Regions from separate parts of the Columba livia genome. Here region 1 is linked to region 2. A link is a contact called in public Hi-C data. All regions are on one chromosome and are shown on one strand. Each heading gives the region's core, a stretch centred on a gene start, on an enhancer-like site or on the middle of the called end of the contact. The rest is flanking DNA. Distances are from core to core; before and after follow the strand shown.

What was found. Hi-C and Micro-C count contacts between places; a contact is called where the count stands out from the background.
Region 1: a contact with region 2 is called in a Hi-C map of crop, with 4 times the contacts expected there. The contact joins the enhancer-like site here to the promoter of SH3PXD2B in region 2. A contact is called at or near these places in 2 of 2 Hi-C or Micro-C datasets (crop and liver).

Annotation. Positions count from the first base shown.
Region 1 is chr14:2,493,311-2,496,412 of bColLiv1.pat.W.v2, reverse strand. All of the region lies in intron 5 of SH3PXD2B (SH3 and PX domains 2B), which reads right to left. Among named protein-coding and RNA genes, the nearest start is that of SH3PXD2B, 53 kb to the right of the region's middle. Within about 2 kb of position 1,827, at least 1 of the 3 cell types and tissues checked has an H3K27ac peak away from gene starts, as active enhancers do.
Region 2 is chr14:2,440,810-2,443,988 of bColLiv1.pat.W.v2, reverse strand. It overlaps SH3PXD2B (SH3 and PX domains 2B), which reads right to left and starts at 1,728. Exons shown (of 16, transcript XM_065029511.1): 1 at 1,439-1,728. The coding sequence starts at 1,510.

The sequences.
Region 1 (3,102 bases), core at 578-3,077, 52 kb before region 2:
AGAGGGAAATACTGAAGTTCCTCTGTGCCCTGCACCTCTCTCATGGCCAAGGATGGGGAGTGGCTGGGGAAGGGGCAAACCCCAAAACTAAACAAGTCATGAAGGTGTTGTAGAGAGGACGAACACCAGGGCTGTGCAGTAGAAAAAGTGCCACCAGCACAGAGCAAGCAGGAGCTATTGGTGGTTACAAGGAGGCAATGAGGTAGCTCCAGCCAAAGTCCTCCCACTATGGCCAGCACTGGCCACACTGCTGATGAGATGGGTTAGAAAACACAGGTCCTGGGTCCCTTCTCTTACATGAATTTTCCCAAGAAATAGGGTGGCTGAACAGCCTCAAACCCACGGCATAAACCCAACCTTCTTCAGGCACAATGAAATGTGGGGCATTTCATGATCCAAAACCAAGCACCAAACCAAAGAAAATACGGCCAAGACAAGCTTCAAAAAATCATGGGTAACAAACCAAGACAACCAAATGGCCTGAAAACCAAACAAATGCACCAAACCCATTCCCAGCCCAACCACAGCGGCCCATGTTGTCGCAAAAGGGCTCTCAACACTTTAACGTAATGCTCCACTGTGGCCTTGCAACGCTGCTGCAGCACAGGGTGGTGGAAACCTGTGCCATGGTCACTTCCCGAGGAGCTTTGCCCGCTCCTCATGCTCACACACATGACAGATCAAGACCAACTGGCCAAGATGAAATATTCTGGTGCCAGAAGATACGCATTGATCCTTGTCACCTCCAGCAAGAATAACAAGCACAAAGCAGGCTCTGGAGCTTCCAAGGAGCAAAACATTCACCTCACGGTAAGGGGACTTTCCTGAGGCTGCAGAGCTGCTGGCTGCTACTTGGATCAGCCCAGATGGACCTCAGGAGCCCCTTCATCTGCTTATCAAGTCCACTGGCAAAACAACCTTTCCCTTTCCCCTCTCCCAGCTTTGTTTTCAGGCCAAGTAAAGAAATCCCTCCATGCTCGGCAAGAAAGCCAGCCAGAGCTGGGCTGCTCTTTGTTCTCTTTCAAGCTTATCTGTGTTTTCAGACCATAATGACTGCAGACATTGTATTCCCCTGGAGCGATGGGTGACTCTGCCCACCACCCTGGCAACACATTCTGTTCCTAATGCCTGAACCTCCTGGTGCCTCCCTCTCTTTGCACCTTAAACCTGTGGTACTCATCCACGCAGTTATCAATAAAATTAAATAAAATGCAAGAAAGATGGACTAGAAACAAATGGGACATTGTTATCTAGAAACTGGGGACTATCTGTTAAGTTCAGAAACCACAGCACTGTGCAAAGACCTGAACACCATCTCCCAGATGCAGAGAACAATGAAGGAATCTACTAGACAGAACAACCCAAAGACATTTCTAAGCAGAGACTGCACAGCTGAGCTAAATCAGAATTTATCAATATGCCCCATCCAATTTACCCCCGCTCAGCGGTGCGGTGGGGAAGTGAGGTGAAGCAAGGCCAGATGAGCAAGCTGGGCATGGCACCCTCGTGCTGACAGGAGGGTGCTGATGGAAATAACTGTTCTTTTCCCCCTGCCATCTGCTAAACCCATTACTGTAACTCATCCTCCTGTTTCCTTTCACCGCTCCTCGGTCTGAGTGAGGGGGCAAGGAAAGACCTGCAATTTCACTTTGCTGCTGGCACAGACACAAAGAGCTGCAGGTCTGAAGACCAGCTGCACCAGCCCACTGCCTCAGAGGGGACGAGAGCTCAGACAAGACAGGAAACAGCAATAAACTCCCGGCAGCATCTCCTCCTCCTCCATTCCCCATGGAGCAGAGAAAAGCACGCAGCAGAGCCTGCATGCACAGCCTCCTGGAAACCGGTGGCTCCAGAGGAGGAGAAGAAGAAAAGGCCACTCTGCCTTCCACTGTGAAACTCATTTAGCTCCCACCTCTGCAACGGCCAGGCCGTGCACATGAACCAGGCAGTCACAGCACAGTTACAAAGCACCGATCCACAGCTGTGACTGCGTGCCGCCAACCAGCCCCACAAAGCTTCCCAGGCGGTAAAACCCAGGACCCGTTCTCCAGCTGCTTCTCAGGACTTTCCCAGCTCCTGGTCAGCAACACTGAAGATAAAAGCTCCTGTGTGACCAGAGTGTCACTTAGAGCACAGTCTCAAGGTGCAGCGGCCTCAGTTCACCATCCTTCAATAACCCAGTGCAATCCTGAAAGGAAACTCTTACACATGGAGAACTCCTAGCACTAATTAACACTCCCCACGGAACTTTTTCTTTTAGGAAAAGAGAATCAGGTTTCTCAAGCATCTTCTCTAGTGTATCAGACAGCATCCCTCTGGATGCAGTGATGGGAAGGAGATGGGAGAACAAGCCTGTGACAAGGGCTTGAGGCAAAGCTAAGAGAACAAACAGAGACTGGCTGTTCTTCAGCAACATGTAGGTGAGCTGTTGAACTCCTCACTGTAGGATACTGTGGACACTGAAAGTCTTAATGGACTTACATGAAGCAAGAGAGGGACAGTGAAGCACCAGCAAAAGGAAGACAAGTCCAGCAGCTGCAGAGCCAGCCACACAGGAGCCACAATCAACACACAAGATGAGATGGATCTGAGGTCACCATTCCAAGAAAACACCTCCCACACAAAAAAACTTTGCTCTTGTAAAAAAATATCCTTCTGTAATACAGTAATGCCTTCAAAATAGCTATGAGGAGGTAGTTTATCTTCTAAGTATTCAGCGAGCTTGGAGATGTTAGAGGTTTTAGCAAAGTTTATGCAGATGAGACATACTGAGAACTGGGGTACAACAGAGTTCTTGTTTGGGAGAACTGATGGTTCGCAAATGCTCCACCGAGCGCTGAATGGAGCCCCTGTCCCCCGCACGGCAGTGCCGGTGCTACCCCTGTGTTTCACCACTGGGGAGTCGCCCAAGCTGAACCTTTGGTTTCAGAAAGCTTCCCCGTTAGCGCAGAAAATCAAATACACTGTCCACGTAAAGATCTTGCGCTGGCACAAAGTGTATTTTTGGAGATTGGCTTCAAGCCCTGTGATGCTTCTAACCTGCTGTCACCCAGGAAAGACAGCTATCAGTCAAGAGGGAGGGAGATCACTACTTTGGAGCTG
Region 2 (3,179 bases), core at 479-2,978:
CCCAAAACAAAACATGTCTGGTACTTGAGGTGCACATCCCAGCTGTGGGGACACAGATCTGGATGGGTGCAATGAGCCCCCAGCTCCAGCAAGCAAATGGGAAGGTGTAGAAGGGAGAATGGAGAAGCAGCTGCAGGCGAACCCCATCTGAGCCCCGTTACGGGACCGGACAGCGGTGCAACAGATCCGCCAAGACAAACAGCAGCGTGTGCAGCTCAGCAAACCTCCTCACGCACATGCTCCTCCAGATCGGATGCATAACCCAGCTACAATGAGTAAGTCTGGGATGGACACGGCAGGAAGGGGGGCATGTCTGGAGCTGGGGCCAGGCTCAGTCACAACTAATAAAGCCACAGACAGGGCAGGAGAGGAAGAAGGAGTGATAAGGGGTTGGGCAGCAGCCGCATCACATCCGTGGATGCAAGGAAAGGGTAACAGCCCCCCTTTACCTTCTCCTCCATCCTCGGCTAGAGCTGGCCTGTCCTCTCCTTTCCTTCAGCTGTTGCTCACTGCCACAAACCAGCCAGGTTGACCCAGAGAAGGCCCTGATCTCCCAAGAGCTCAGGGTGCTCGGCTCCACCAACACAACATTCTCCGGCCAGAGTGAACACCACAACCTCACAACCCAAACTACCACAAACAGCGTGTCACTGGGTCACCCCAGTCTAAGGCAAACAGGGTGGGGAAAACATTCTTGTCTTTGTTTTACAGTTGTTGCCAGGATTCATTCACAAGGTCTCCACAGATGCTGGAAGCATACCAAAGTTCAAATGATAATAATTTAAAAAAAAAGCCAACCTCTTCAAAAATACAAAACCCCACAACTGTTTGGAAGATGCCCCGGACCATGCAGGAACACGCTCCCTGTGCAGCTCATACAGAAGGAGTGCAGGGGACACGGGAACACCTCACAGGGACAGCAGCACCGTCCCAGGCACAGAATGAACCACCCGGGTGGTCCCTCCCTCGCCCGGGACGCTGCAGCCAACAGGTTTCAGAGCCCCTCCGCCAAACACTGCTCCCTCACGAAAGCAAAGGCACTTCCTGGCGGTGCCTCCTCCTCCCTGAGCTGCTCTCGGAGCCCCTCCAGCAGAAACCCACCCGCAGCCACTCCCGGCGGGTCCCGCACGGGGTCACCACCGGCGCTCTCCCTGCCCGTCCCCCCCGGGACCAGGGGTTTCGGGAGGAAGAGGCAGCGCCTCCCCCCGCCGGCAGGGGAGAACCGGGTGATCCCCACGGGGAGACGCCGGGGGTGGAAGCGACAAATCCGGCAGCGCTGCCCTTCTCTTCCCTCCCGTCCCGGGGCTCCGCGGCCGCCTCCGGGCCAGCCGTGGGGCAGCGGGGCCGCCCGTGGGCCGGCAGCGCCCGGCCTTTGTTTGCCCAGGGCCGGGCGCGGCGGAGCGGAGCGCCCCGAGCCGAGCTGAGCCGCGCCACTCACATAGTGCTTGTTGGGGATGCGCCGTTTCTGCACGTCCAGCACCTTCACCTCCGCGATGCTCCGCCTGGGCATGCCTCTGCCCCTCGCAGCCCGGCGCCAGCGGCGAAGCGGGGAGCGGCGGAGGCGCAGGGGGAGGCACTGGCGCAGGCAGCCGGGACCGGAGCCTGCAGCGCCGCGCCGAGCCCAGCCGAGCCGCCCGCCCGCTGCCGGGGGCGGGAGGCGGCCCCGGCCCGCCCCGGCCTATCCCGGCCGGCGGGGCGGCCCCGCCACCGCCCGCTTAAAGGGGCGACCGGCACCACCCGCCCCACGCGTGTCCGCTCCACGCGCGGCCGCTGACAAGGGGTGTCCCGCCCCGCGGTCCCCCCAGCCCACCATGGAGGGGGAAGGCGCCTCGGCTGTGCCTCGGGGAGGGCAGAGTTCTTGGGAGGGCTGTTTGCCCTTGCGGGGAGGTGGCTGCGGGGCCGGGGAGGATCTGGGCTTGCACATCTTGCTTGGCGTCAGGGGGCTGTGCCTGGGCTCCCTGATTCGTCTCCTCACTCTTGTCCCATAACAACGGTTCCCACGGTGGTGTTGACTTGATCACCAACAGCCACAACCCTAAGGATCCGGGAAACGAACTGAGCAGAAATCAGCAGTTTAGTTGGCTGTTGGTATGGTCAGATCAGCAGAACTGTCTTACCCAGGACAAGCCGGATACCCCTGGGAGCTGAGCCATCGCACTCCAGCTCTCCTTCCTGGCAGCCCGTCCCCTCCTGTCCCCAGCTCTGCCCTCCATGCAGCAGGGCAGACAAGGCAGCAGCTGGGCACATCTCCACATCAATGCCACCCACGGCCTCCGTGTTCCCAGCAGCTCCTCAACATGTGGCATTAGCACAGCTTGCTTCCCCCGTGGGCTGTTAATTACATTATAAAGTTACCCAAGGCTCACACTGGCAGGTCATTAGCTTTCACATGAATTTAATTTAATCATAAACAACTCATCTCACTCTTTAGCAGCTCCTTAAACATGGGTCCTTTGTTTACTGTTAACTTTGCTACAACCACCCCAGAGGATTAATGGAGGCACAGGCAGGCTGCCAGGGCTTCATTGGCCCCCCTGTCCTTGCAAAGGGCTCATCTTCATCTTCCTCCCCCTCAGCTAAGCCCAGGACCACAGTGGCCCTGCGGAGTCAGCTGCAGGAAGGATGCTAGGTTGTCTGAAGGGGACACCACACCACCTGTGACCCCCTGACACCTGCTGGCATGCCACCACAGGGCTGGTTCACTAATGGACCAGTTGCACATCACTCCCCTCTCTGCCCTGGCTCTTGCCGTCCCTCCTCAGTCAGACACTTTAGCACAGAGCCAGATGGTAGATTTGGGAGGGGAGGAACAAGTTCTGCCCATTCTTACAGCCACAACGCCTGTTCCCTGCTGTCCCTCCCACCAGGCCATCCCAGCCGCTGTGCAGCACCGTGCTGCTCTGCACCTCCATCAGCAACCTTCATGCCAGCCTCCCCCTCCCCTTTAATCCTGGCCCTGCAGCCACAGCTGGGAACACACAAGGGACAGGATGAACACCCTGTGGTGACACTGTGAAGGGCACCTCACTCTTGAGCTTGAAGCAGCCTGGAGGGACACAGATGGTGCTTTGCTGCAGGAAGCTTTGTGCCCACCTCCCCTTCTCAGGGGTACATGAAACCTTTAGGTATTCCCTTGCTGATAAGCCACTTCCCAGTGCCACAAGGTTCCCACATGGAGA